3 separate regions of the Mus musculus genome follow, and regions 1 and 2 are each linked to region 3. A link is a contact called in public HiChIP or PLAC-seq and promoter capture Hi-C data. All regions are on one chromosome and are shown on one strand. The core of a region is the stretch at or near the end of the contact, and the rest is flanking DNA. Distances in the headings are between cores, read along the strand shown. Region 1 has its middle 20 kb from the start of Gm41072. Region 2 overlaps Arl15 (ADP-ribosylation factor-like 15). Region 3 holds the start of Ndufs4 (NADH:ubiquinone oxidoreductase core subunit S4).

Region 1 (4,300 bases), core at 769-3,268, 200 kb after region 3:
AGGTATCAGCCAGGGGGCTGGAGTCAGACCAGACTCAGGGAACACAGTCCTCCAGCCTTCCGCCTCTGCATTTTGGAAGAGAATCGGACTTCTATCCTTGTCCCATTATTTAGTGTTTGGGAAAGGGCCCAATTAGCTAGGAGACTGGGAGCTTAGAATTTCTGCGAAGGTGGGCTGTGGCATTAAGAAACGGTTATGAAGTCTGTAACCCCAAACCCCTCTAACAGTTTCCTAACTATCCTCAGGAGACGGACACTCTTGGCTGAGATAGGAGGGAGGAGTATGGCTTCAGAGAGATCAGCTTCGCCCTCGCCCTCGCCCTCGCCCTCAGTGGTGGGAAGCAGCGTTCTTGTGACCCGATTTCAATCTTTGCTAATGAACCATTTCAGAACAACTGAAGTTTCTGGAGTCACTGATAATTGCATACATTTTCCTTTCTCTCTCTCCTCTCTCTCCTCTCTCTTCACTTAAGAATCTTAAGTCTCCATCCATGAAGCCCCATTTTTAGTAACACACTGGATCCTGCCAACATCCTGGGGCTGAGTTTGCCTTTCCACTTCTAGGAATTTCCACGGACATGCAGGAGGGGGGGGTTCCAGGCTGCCAAGATGGCTGTGAATGTGTGTGACCATCGAGGAGGTTGAGGTCAAAGGTCTCTCTCTCTCCAAAGCACCTGAGGTGAGCGGCTTCAACCACTTCAGAACAAGATCGCCAGTTCACCTCAGCCACAAGGTGATCTGGCGCCAGAATTGTTTTTAGTCACTCTAACCGGTCCCCAGGCCCACTGCAAGACAGCATCCAAAAAGGCCAAGCGTTTGGAACCACAAACCCCCACGGGGGGACAACAGGGCTCTGTGGTGATGTGGTTTATGGAGCCTCATTTTTAAAATCTGACATACTTACAATGAAAGTCGCTGTGAAAAAAAAAAAAAAAAACAACAACAACAACTGGATTCCCCCCACCTCCTTTGCTATTTATTGCCTTGCATGGTATTAAGGTTATCTCAGAACTCAGCCATCAGGGACAAGGCCTTGAACAACTCAGTGTTTCACCCCAAAGTGAATCTGCAGTTAACCCTTTGAACAACAGAGCAATGTGATTCTTGCCACGTAGTGTTTTTTTAAAAAAAAAAAAATACTGAAACCAGAGTAACAAACACAAAGGGATTGAGGCCCTAAGTGGAAACACCCCCTCAGGTTTTGTAGAGCCTGCCATGTTCACCACAGGGCCTCTGATGTTTTTATAGTAGAGACTCTGATAACCAAGCCCTACTTTTCATTGTAACTCAGATGTAGACTCAGAACCTTCCTTCCCTCCTGTGGTTACTCGTGGGCGCTCTTCCTTTCAGCCTCTGTTCCCCGCAGCCAGCCAGCCAGCCAGCCAGCCAGCCAGCCAGTCAGGGAGGCATGTTACACTAAGCCTTATTTAATACGGCTGACTTTACTGGGTGCTTGTGGCCCGGGACCTTAGTTTTTGCAGCTCTTAAATGCCATCTCAAATCCATTACAACGTGTGGGTGAAGCTAATAAAACCACTCAAAGATCAAGACGGCATGACACCAACTTCATAGGCATGATTCTACAATAAGGACATGTATTCGAGGTGAGCACCATTCGGTATCTGGCTACTCTTTTCCAAGACTCTGCTGAGAGGTTTGCAGAGCTTCGGAGGCCAGGATCATGGCTCAGTCAATGGCATCAGATGCGATGTTGATCTCCCTGCCACCAATCCATCTATAGTTAGGCGAGGAACCGAACTGGGCCAATGATTTGCTCAATTTTGCATGGGCCACGTTTATAGGTGCAACACGAAATCTGCTCTCAGATCTCTTGGGAACGCCCTAATCAAAGACCACAGCAGAGTTCAAAAAGTCCTTGAGAAAGCCATCTGGGAACTTTTGTGTGCTGACAAGTTTTGTTCTCGAAAGTCACAAACACACTTGCAAGATCACAAGCAGATACGGTAGACTTCTGAGAAAATGCAAGACCACATTGTGGCCTGACAAAAAGCCACAGGCCCTCGAAGGTCACAGATCTCTTTGGGAGCTTCACTACCTGTACCCTATAACCACAGGACACACTGTTTTCATGAGAACTAGCTGAAACTTCTCCAATAATGGCTTAGGTATGTGCCGGCTAACAAGGAAGTGAAATCAGAAAACTAGTCTAAAAGTAGCCACAATTTAAGTGGCTACGTACACACCCTGTTTTCTTGAGCTTGGAACATATGCTATGTGACTGATCTTAGTCATCATTTTATGGAGTGATTATTGCTATCTTCACCTTGCAGATTAAAACACTGGTATGGGAAGAAACCTGTCATAAGACATCCAGCTTTTAAGTGGCATGCCCAGATTCAAAACTATTCATAGCTAGATGATGCATAAAGGCAGTTTGGTCCAGAACAGATACTTCGAGTGATGGTGGCTACCTGAAGATTAAAGTCAAGCTTAAAATTTGCAATTACATAGTAATGCTGTAACCATTACACTGTCATGATGCAATGCTTTATCTGTGTGTCTACAACAGTACTAGTGCCAATGACCGACTGCGTTGCTGGCCGTTTAAAGGAACAGCAATGTAGTTACATATTATGTGCCGCACATGCGAGCCAACGCCTGTGCTTCTGGCTTGTGTATTTCCAGATTTGTTGTTCCTTTAGAGTCTTCCGCTTGCTTCTACTTATTGAAAAATGGTGTCACTGCCCTGCAGAAGGCTGGCCAGCCTGCAGCAGCCACATGTATCTTGTGTTTATAATAACTTTGTGATAGTCCAGCAATGATGAAATTGTCTGATGACACATTTCTCTGCATAGCCCCAGCATTAAGCAACACATGTCTGCAGTTTTGCTCCAGCCACGCTCTTGTCCCAACACCACCTGTGTATGTGCCGTTCTTCATCCTCCAAAGCCTTGTCCCTCGGATGCATTTTACACTGTTCGCGGTCATAGCATCGAGCTTCCCTCAGCCTTGCCTCTCTGTGTGAAGACCACCCTGTCTTCACAAAAGATGTACACATTCCTTTTTCAGTTTCTGGATATTTTATGCAGAACTTCAGGACTGCATTAATCTGATTCTAATTGCAATTGTTTTTATGCTAGTCTGTCTCCTGTTGAAGACAGAATTTCTTAAGGGCAAGATTCATGTGTGTGTGGCCCATGCCCCTAGGACTGACATAAGTTTCAGATTGGTTAACCCTTAATGAATATTGCTGAATAGACGGACAAATGGCTAGATCCCTAGGAAATCTTATGTTTTCAACTGTGGTGAAAGTATTAGATATAACCACAGAAAGCAGAAATTTCTATTTATTTGTTTATTTACTGACTTATTTATTCACTGTTCTTTGAGACAGGGTTTCTCTATGGAGTCCTGGCACTCACACTGTTTGAGGTTGGCCTCAAACTCATAGCCATCCACCTGCCTCGGCCTCCCTAGTGCAGGGTAGTGGTGTGGGTAGTTTCGTGTATTCTACCTAATAAAACCATTACCGTTCTGGTGACAATTCAGAAATGTGACTGGTTTTCAAATAGATGTATTACGTTACACACGTGTTTTTAAAAGGGTCTTACGTAGTTTTTAGGGTGACCTTGAATGCCTGATCCTCCAGCCTCCACCTCCCAAGTGTAGGAATTAGAGGTGTGTACCACCACACCAGTTTATAACGTACTGGGAAATAACTCTAGGTCTGTGATTATGCTAGTCATATACCCTACCAACAGAGCTATATCCGCAGGCCAAACTTCACATGTATAAACTAATTATTTAAGTCCCAGTTGTCATACTTTGCAGAGACTCTGACTTCTTATACAGTTCTGAAACACTAAATACTGCATATTCATTCAGAACTGATTGGCCTTTGAAAGTCAGTTTCCTACCCAGTGCATCCACAAAATCCAGCTAGCATGCAGGGAAGGGAAAGTCTTGCAATGGCTGCGAACGGGATTGCATGCCTTTACTCTGGGCGGGGTACATCTCTGTTCTGTCATCTGGAAGAGCAGGGTTGTAGTAATGTCAGTGTCTCGGGGTTACCTTAGCTAAACTGAGATAACCCATGGTGCATAGAATAATGTTCAGGTTATATGCAGGGTTCGGTGAGGGTTACTGGTCTTATTAATACTTTAGGATTTGGTTCCTATGACACATAGACATCTTAGGAAGCAACAGAATATAGAATGAGAGGTACACAAACCTCCATGAGTGCTCACTGCGAAGGCTGTGTTCCTATTTGGATATTTCCTGGACGTTGGGGCATTTCCCCCACAGAGAAATGGAGCATATTGAAAGTGAGGGAATTTTGC
Region 2 (4,805 bases), core at 713-3,212, 250 kb after region 3:
TTGAAGCCTCCCACACAATGGGCTTCGACAGGCCATGCACAACCATGGCAGATGCTCACGACTGGCAGACTGTTTTTCTACCGTGTCTGCTCCCCAAGTTGCTTCATGACTCTCACGGCAATCATACTTGCTCTTATCACTAAGTAGCTTAATTAATGTGATGCCAGCAGATGAAATATGAACTTGAGAAGATAATGTCTATTTCTATGAAAAATTAAATGGAAGGTATTCAAAGAACGCAACGAAGCCAACGCATTAAAAACAAACTACTATTGAATTAGACTTCAGAAAGACATTTTCCAAAACTGATAAAGGACTGGAAGAGAAGATTGCTTTGAGCATGTTTATCTCTTGGTTTTATTTTAAAGGGACAGAAAGCCCAACACAAGAGGAGAATGGCCACGGTCTATACAGTATTAGAAACAGAACACAGAGCTCACATCCGTGGTCAAACCCTGAAGAAAACCCCTTGACCCAGTATGGAAAACATTAGTATTATTTGTATGTTTAAATTAAAAATAACTTCCCATTTTAACTAATTCTTTTCTTTTTCTATTTTCTCCAATGCTGGGGAAGAAACCCAGGGCGTTACTGATTGAACTTAGGGCGCCATACTCTCAGTTGCACCCACACTTGACTAACTGTTCAGCTATCAGTTGAGAGGAGGCCAGTGGGCTGCCGTGTGCTCACAGCTCAGGACTGCCAAGTACACTTCTCCTTGTGTCTGAATCAAAAGCTTTTTCGGAGGGGAAGTCATTAACACTCGCGGCAGTCTGATGTTCAGGGTGCTATACGAAAACATGTCCACTGTCAGAATCAATACTCGTGTCTGTCACCTCAAATCCTTTGGTGGAGGGAAGTCCAAGGACATGGAATTAAAACACACACACACACACACACACACACACACACACACACACACACACACATACACACACAGTCCCACAGATGAATACTGCTTTAGTAAACGTTTAATTATCCTGAATGAATCTGAAATAGTCTTTTCTTCTCTTCTCTTTTCTTTTCTTTTCTTTTCTTTTCTTTTCTTTTCTTTTCTTTTCTTTTCTTTTCTTTCTTTTGTTTTTGAGACAGGGTTTCTCTGTGTAACCCTGGTTGTCCTGGAACTCACAGAGATCTGCTTGCCTCTGCCTCTTGAGTGCTGGGATTAAAGCTGTGTACCACTACTGCCTGGCCTTGAAAGGGGACTTTCTAACTAGAACTTATGCCTGTTTTGGGGAGCCGAGGAACAGAAAGAGAACCATAAAGACCACATATCAATGAGGAAAACTGCTGTGTGTGTGTGTTTTAAACCAATGGTTTGCATCAGCATGTTCCACACTTAGAATTCTTTAGGTAACAGGGGATTTTAGTGCTTTCTATTATTTCAAAATGACCACATTTCCTTAAAAGCTTCTCATATTGACATTTCCATTTGCATAGTGATGATTCTATGATATGGCTTGAAATTTTAACCTGTCAAATGCCAGTACAAGAAAATACCTGTTTGTACATAGTATCAGTTTTTAAAAGTGCACGCATGGTGGGTACCAATATGATGGAAACTTCCGTTAACGCAAAGCGATACATCAGGCTATGTGCTCACAAATGTTATCTTCGAAGGAGGAGTTATCTGAAAGCTTGTCTTTATCCCATTTAAGCATAAAGGACTTGGGATTTTCGAAACAGATTTGCAAACTCTGGGTGTCCACTTTTAATCTACTCTTTCACGTAAAAAGAGAAAGAGAGAAAAAAAAGCGGCTCTGGAGAAATCTGTATTTGAGAAATGCATTCTTTTTTATTTGACTCGCAGCTTTTCATCCAGACCGACAACACCCATAAGTTGCACGTTTCTTAGCAGTTAAATGAAAAAAGGGTTTTCATCAAACATCTGGGAAATCTGAAATCTCTTGCAGCTGCTGGAATACTTGTATCTGACTTCTTATACGTCGCCACAGATGGCCGACTTGCAGCAACCTGGCCACAGGCTGCGCTGCTCTCTGGTGCCCTTCAGCTGGGAACTGAGAGTCCCAGGAAGTAACAGTAACAGAAAGCATCATGCTTTAGGCTGGGGTTTGCTTGGTCAGGGCAGGGCTGATGACCTGGCAATCCTCAGGACACTTCCCACCCAGCCTAAGGGAAGCAAAGGCTATGGCCGATGAAGCAGAAGAGACTGAGAAGAGACTGAGCACAGAGGTGGAAAGAGACTGGAGCTGAGACAGCTCTTCGCACTCTAACAAATTAAGTTACTAAGGCAAGGAATTATTTCAAGCACCAAAAGACACAACTTATTACCTAGCACTTATGAAAGACGTGAAAAGCGGTTGTCTAAATGAGCAAAATTTCTTTGCAGGCAAGACAATGGGAAGGGAGGGGTTGCTTCTGCTTCTCGCGGCTTTTATGAAGCCTTACAAATGAGACACACAGTCCAGGTTAAAGAAACGCATTTGTGCTGCATCATAGATGCTTAAAAATAGTCCAATATCTGCACAAAGCATAGAAGAGCTCTCTGGAAGAACCACGAACCCCTTGCACACCCAATATTCCCCCTCTCCGTTTCCTCCCATCTGCCAGCTGGGTTTCATTTTAAGAATTTCACACTGAATATAAAGTGCTATTTTGACCATGTGGCTCCAGAAATGTGAATTTATAGTCTATTCAGCTTGCACGGAAGTGATTGACAGAGAAAGGATTAACCAACTGGATGTCAGGATGCAGTGATTTTTCCAGGTTACCTACTTACTTACACGTGAGGCTAGCGAGAAGGATGGCTTCCCAGCAGGGGAGTTGCTTCTTACTGAACTACTGAGTGACCACTATGCCTTGGAACTCTTTTCTCTGTGTTGGTACACACCGCATTCATCTATTTTCACATCTGTGAAATGGGAATACTAAAGTCTTTCTTAGACACCCCTTGCAGCAAGGCCCATTTGCTCACAGACTGAATCTAGAATTATTGGTCTCGTAGTTTAAGAACAAAGTCATTAAAAGGTATGCATGGGTGTGTATACCTTCCTGCATGTGTATCTGGCTTTTGGGGGTAGGGGGTGGGGAGAAGACTGAAGAGAATGGCCACGGAGAAAAGGACAGACAGACAGACTTAATATTTCCTTACTGTAATCTTAGTCTTTGGGCTAATGATATCTCATAAACATGGAAAATTTTCTCTGCACACAGTATTCCAGAGATAGCTGGGAAGGTTGGAACATCTAGAAATATCTCAAATATCATTGCCATGGAAGCTCTTTCACAGAAGGCAGCCCTCCCCCCTTTCTTTAAAAGTTACCCATCTTGCTTTAGACTTCTCAATACCCACAGGAGGTATCACCACAGACAAGATGACTGCTCTGTTTGTGAGTACTGTGGGAAAAGGGATGCGACCATTGCCTTCTGAGAAAGGTATGCAGCACGGATTCTCAACCTGTGGGTTCCAACCCCTTTGGGAGTCAAACCACCCTTTCACAGGGGTCCCATATCAGATATACAGCATATCAGATATTACATTATCATATATAATAGTAGCAAAATTATAGCTATGAAGCAGCAATTAAAATAGTTTTATTGGGGGGGGGGGTCACCACAACATGAAGAACTGTACTAAAGGGTCACAGCAGCATTAGGGAGGCTGAGAACCGCTGGTATAGAGGATGACTCACACTTGATACTGGAGCCAGTCTCCAAACTAATAAACCTTTCTACACTTGTATTAGACACACAAATTTGAAATAGGAAGAAACATGACATCATCAGAAAATATCCACTTCTCATATCCTATCAAGTCTGGCCAGGTTCAGGACTTGGAGGGCTCTGGGTGCAGGTGGGTCTTTGAGTTTTATGATATTCTGAAGTGCAAACTACATAAGCCCTCCCTTCTGTCATGTCAAAATAAACACGCATGCTACAATCCGCTGTAATAAGGGGGACTTTCTCCTCCTTGCCATTAAATGTAAATATGGCTTTGATCAAGAACTCACTAACTTTATACCTGTAAGTCTGGCATATTCTGTGAACAGTTAGAGAAACCGGGCGAGCAGACCAAAGTGCAGAGGTTACCGCATCAAACTCATAACTTTGGGTTGCAACTTTGCAGAGCAAATAGAGAGAGGAAATTATGAACATTTCTTTATATGCTTCTAGACTACTGGACTTGAGACATGTGCCCATACTTCTTATACCTCAAAAAACATACTGAAGTAAAAATATATTTTCAAATATACCAAAGAGTAGGAAGGGGATTAAAGGAAAAAAAAAAAAAAAAGCACCCTACAGGCAGACATACCCGATGCTCACCCACAGCACAGCAGAAAGATCATTAAATGCATGTTGTCCCCAATGGGAAAGCAATAGCCGATAGCTCTCCACAACGGTATCTACTCGTGACAGAAACATCTGTGGATGATTTTAAATCATCTTAGTTAAGAAACATGGGCTTTTATCTTATATAAACGTTTTGGGAATTTAAATTTTAGGGCAACCAAGAGTATTTAAAGCACAATAGCGTGCCCATTTCTGGAAGGTGGGAGACCTTTCAGGCAATTCCAAATCCCTCAGGATTCTTCTGTCCTCAAGCAGGAAGTGACACCCCCCCCCAGCCTCTGATCTGTCAGACTGCCTTTTGCAAGGAGGGAGGTTGAGAGAAGATCACTCAAAGGGATCGTTCTTCATAGGGTGTTGCATGGTCTTCTTATGACGTCAGGTTCAGCCTGCCGGAGGCTACACAGTCTCTTTACTCCATGGCGTTTTAATGCTAGGATCTTAATGAATTCTCTTCAGTTCAGAGTGACACCACTATGAATTCCCACCAGAAA
Region 3 (4,281 bases), core at 210-2,709:
CCCTGCAGAGGGGGACTGTGGTTTGGATCAGAGTCCTACTAGGAGAGGCAGGGAACATAATCAAATTCTAAATACATTTCAAAGATGGAGGCAAAAAGAGCAACCAAGGACCACCCTAAGAGGCTCCGCTAGACAGCTCAGTGGTAAAGTACTTGCCACCAAACCTATGACATTAGTTAGAATGAGAAAACTGACTGTTGAAAGCTGTTCTCTGACCTCCACATGTGCCGTGGCACCCATTTGTATGCATACATACATAAATAAGTACATTAAGAAAGAATCATGACAGGTATTGTGAATACCCAGGCCAACGCTATATCAATATGAAAACTAATGTTCTCCCATCAGTGTTGGGGTATCGTTTGAGAAACAACGTTGAAGACATTAGTGGATGAAAAGGTCTGTGAATACTCTGGAGGCTGAAGAAGGAGGGTGGTAAGTTGAAGTCTAGCCTGGATAACATCGAGAGATACTGTCTCTTACAAGAAACAAAGAAGCTAGGAATGTAGATCAGTGATGAACTGCACACCTGTCCCTGGATTTGACATCGCAGACTTGGAAACAAAAAGAAAAGAAAAGAAAAGGTTTGTTGAAGCACTGAGGAGCCAGGTGCGATTAGATAGGACACTTAAACCTGGTTATCGTTTATAATCTTTGCTTTTTGTTACTTTTAATGGCCATTGGAATGGAATGGGTGACAAATGGAAGGGATGATGGAGATAGGAAGAATAATCAAGATGGCTCCGCCCCTTTTCCGGGTGGGGCGCGGGGGGGGGGGCGAGGTGTTTGCTTGGTAGTTCCAGTGACAACCTTCCATACTCTACCCTCAACCTCAAATCAAAGGCTTATAAGAGCAGATCACCAAGCCTTTGGTACCTGTATGCTAGGTAGGCAAGCACTCTACCAACTGAGCTACATCCCCAGCCCCCACTAGATTTCATGTAAATCCATATGGTCTTTCTTTCTTTCTTCCTTTTTTTTTTTTTGCGAGGCTAGCTTTTTAGTGTGGAAAATATGATTATTATAACTACAGACCATCAAACTGAGTGCAGCCTGTTCTGAAGGCTTGCAAACGGAATCTGGCAACACTTTGGGAAAGTACTACTTTAGTTTCTCAAAGACTCAAGAAGCCCTCCGGCTCTTCCAGTGGGCCCAGCCTCAGATATTCCGAGTTCTTTGAAAAATTATGAGTTACAGGTGTTTACATTTTTCGAAGCGTTTTCTTTTGGGCTTCTCAGCCTCAATGTAAATGACCAACCTTACTAACAAGGATTACTTTCTATAGAGGCATCATTTGCATTCACTGAGTCCTTTCATCCATTTCCCTCTTTAGTTCTTTCAGCTAGAACTTTAATTTCTTTTCTAGGTCCTCAATCGCAAAAGGAAAACAAACAGAACATGCCTCTGTTTCACTGCGGCCGCATTGCTTTGAGAACGGAGGAAGTGAGTCCCTAGCGGGGATCCGTACTCGCATCCTGGCGTTTGCCTACAGGAAGATGGCGGCGGTCTCAATGTCAGTGTCGCTGAGACAGGCGATGTTGGGGCGAAGGGCAATGGCTACAGCTGCCGTTTCCGTCTGTAGAGTTCCATCCAGGTAACATAACTGTCAGCCTTGTCGAGCTATTCATTCAGGGTTCCCAGGTCGCTCCACTTTGGGGGAGGCTGGGCCGGCTGGGCCCCGGAGGCGGCCTTGGGAACGCGTCCTCCCTTGACCCTTCCTCGGGATGCGGGGACCGACGCTGGTTTCCGGCGAGGCGCCTGCGGGGCCTGGGGTTCTGCAGCTGCGGACGGGCGAGGGTCTGTGCGGAGGAGCTGTGAACTGGATCGTGGCTCCTGAGAAGGGGAGGAGTCTGGGCGACCTCTCTCCCAATGTCCTACATCCCTTCCGCTTGTCACCTGCTTGCCCCATTCCAGCCTGAAAGGGTAAATCCCTGCTATCCTTTCCCTGGCTTTAGTTAATATCGGCTGGGCTTCCAAACAGAAAGGTTGTTGTATTCATCATTGTGCATAAGAGGAAAACTTCTCAGGACTTCAGAGTTTATAGCAATATCCATCGGAAGGTTACAGCGTACCTGTTTTTTGTCTTTCTAACCAGTGCGTTCCAGTCTTAAGTTCCACCACGGAGCTACGCTCTCAGGCAGCAAGGTGGCTTTTATTTTGATTTGTTTACTTCGTTTGTTTGTTTGAGACAGATCACACTATGTAGCCCTAGATGCCGGAAGGTTTCTTGTGGTGACTGCCCCCTCCCTTCCCCCCCGCCCCCCTCCGCAGCATTGCTCTATTTTACGTAGTCTCTGTTTTCCTGGGTGTATAAGATACTGGGTTTTATCACTTGTTTCGAAGTTTGCTCCTGTGAAGAGTGGCCTTGTATTGACAGCTGCATGCTGTGGAGACTACATTCAATGTTCACAGTGAGGATGGGTCTGTAAGGGGTGGGAAGAATGTGGTACAAAAAAAAAAAAAAAAAAAAAAAAAAAGGAAAAGTCTGGCACACTGGTACAAGCCTTTAATGCCAGCCAGCTCTGGGGAGGCAGAACCAGAGGCGGCTGGATCTCTGTGAGTTCCAGGACAGCCAGAGCTACTTAGAGAGACCCTGTCTCAAACAAGACCAAACCATTAAATACCTTTAAGAAAGAAAAAGGGAACTAGTATCTATCAAAATGCTTGTTAAATTAGTGTTAAGCTCAATACAGAGGGAATACAGAGTTAAAGTGAGCTGGTTGGAACTTTTGGAGACAAATTTTGATGCAGTTTTAAGTAGTGGTTGTTTTGTGGGAAAGAAAAGGTTGCCCTTAGTAAAGTCAGGAGATTTGTAAAAGGCCTCAGGGACTGGGGATAGAGTTGAGTTGGTACAGAGAGTGCCTAGAGTTCATGATGTACTGGCTTCAGTCTCCAGCACCTAATAAAACGTTCCTCGGGCACATAAACTCTAATCCCAGCACTCCAGAGTTGCAGAAAGGGTGGGGCGGGGGCTTTTCTGCAGACAGTAGTAGAGCACTATATCTATCTATCTATCTATCTATCTATCTATCTATCTGTAAATAGATATATATATGCGTGTGTGTGTATATATATATATATATATATATATATATATATAGAGAGAGAGAGAGAGAGCGCAGTCACTGGAAAATAAATACTGTAATACTGGTGGAAAGTAAAAGATAAATTTGTAATAAAGTGTTTTACACATGAGGAACTTGGGAAAAACCAAATTGTTCTCTAAGATAAAATACTCCAGTGATTACTTTATGCTGACCTAGTTTAGACCTTTCCCACTTACACATTATGGAGATTAATTTACATAATGTAATACTAATGTGCTCATTATAGAACTTGAACTGAAAACAAATTTAAGGGACCATTAGTGTATTTCTCAACAGTTATGTTAGTTGAAGTTAAGATAATACTTGATTTTACAAATGGGTAGCTATTACTACACATCTAAATGTAACAGGTTTTCCTTGTAAATATGTTATTAGAGATTTGAAAATAGCATATATATAAGTTATATAAGATCGTGCTTCTTTCGTAGTTAAAAACATTAAAACCCAGAGGAAATAATTTTGACTGTACACTACCGATTTTTTTTTTTTTTTTTTTTTACTTTTGTATGTGCATCTTACTGGAGACAATTATGCTTCCCCTCATGTTTATATGGAAACTTTTTTTTTTTTCTTTTTTGAAACAGGGTTTCTCTGTATAGCCCTGGCTATCCTGGAACTCACTCTGTAGACCAGGCTGGCCTCAAACTCAGAAATCCGCCTGCCTCTGCCTCCCAAGTGCTGGGATTAAAGGCGTGTGCCACCACCGCCCGGCTTATATGGGAACTTCTTACTGTATATGCTTAAGTTAATGATTTGTAAAGACTGAATAGAAAGAAATCCAACCCATGGGGCAATTTAAATGTCAATTGCTTTTAAAAAAACTTTTTGTGATCCTTAAAGAAATGAAGGTGAGCCAGACCTGTGAGGCAGGTGGTGAGGGAGCAAGAGGTGAGAGGTAGAGGAATGGGAGCCAGTGTCAGTGGTCGAAGGAAGCTCTTACCTATGACACTGACGCTTGGATTCAATTATAATGACAATGTAAAGAAAAAAAAAACCAGCATGTAAGAAAGAAAAAGTAAAACCACGGATATGTGTCCTGACAGTCATCCGTTCGTGCCCTTACCCTCCCTAGCCATCCTAAGGAGTTTTCTGGCAAAACTTGTACCTATTTAAGATTCGAGTCTATCAACAGATAAGTTGGTTTCTCTTTCAAAATAGTTGACATGTGGGACTT

What was found. Promoter capture Hi-C pulls out the DNA fragments that hold promoters and counts their contacts. HiChIP or PLAC-seq counts read pairs in DNA pulled down with a chosen protein or histone mark.
Region 1: a contact with region 3 is called in an H3K4me3 HiChIP or PLAC-seq map of the SCID.adh cell line, with 13 read pairs. The contact joins the enhancer-like site here to the promoter of Ndufs4 in region 3. A contact is called at or near these places in 1 of 39 promoter capture datasets (the 3T3-L1 cell line), 1 of 484 Hi-C or Micro-C datasets (nephron progenitors), 6 of 115 datasets of contacts at active chromatin or transcription factors (CD8 T cells, the SCID.adh cell line, embryonic stem cells and 1 more) and 2 of 9 other capture datasets (adipose tissue and pancreatic islet).
Region 2: a contact with region 3 is called in a promoter capture Hi-C map of hippocampal neurons, with 2.1 times the contacts expected there. The contact joins the enhancer-like site here to the promoter of Ndufs4 in region 3. A contact is called at or near these places in 5 of 39 promoter capture datasets (the 3T3-L1 cell line, hippocampal neurons and liver), 4 of 115 datasets of contacts at active chromatin or transcription factors (bone marrow-derived macrophages, embryonic limb bud, embryonic stem cells and 1 more) and 1 of 9 other capture datasets (embryonic stem cells).

The regions. Positions count from the first base shown.
Region 1 is chr13:114,186,664-114,190,963 of GRCm38.p6, reverse strand. No RefSeq gene overlaps it. Among named protein-coding and RNA genes, the nearest start is that of Gm41072, 20 kb to the left of the region's middle. Within about 2 kb of position 2,018, at least 20 of the 459 cell types and tissues checked have an H3K27ac peak or open chromatin away from gene starts, as enhancers often do. A contact at or near this core is called in CD8 T cells and the SCID.adh cell line, where this site is marked.
Region 2 is chr13:114,136,883-114,141,687 of GRCm38.p6, reverse strand. The region is part of intron 4 of Arl15 (ADP-ribosylation factor-like 15); the gene reads right to left. All of the region lies in intron 7 of A430090L17Rik (RIKEN cDNA A430090L17 gene), which reads left to right. Among named protein-coding and RNA genes, the nearest start is that of A430090L17Rik, 12 kb to the left of the region's middle. Within about 2 kb of position 1,962, at least 19 of the 459 cell types and tissues checked have an H3K27ac peak or open chromatin away from gene starts, as enhancers often do. A contact at or near this core is called in hippocampal neurons, where this site is marked.
Region 3 is chr13:114,385,272-114,389,552 of GRCm38.p6, reverse strand. It overlaps Ndufs4 (NADH:ubiquinone oxidoreductase core subunit S4), which reads left to right and starts at 1,459. Exons shown (of 5, transcript NM_010887.2): 1 at 1,459-1,594. The coding sequence starts at 1,497.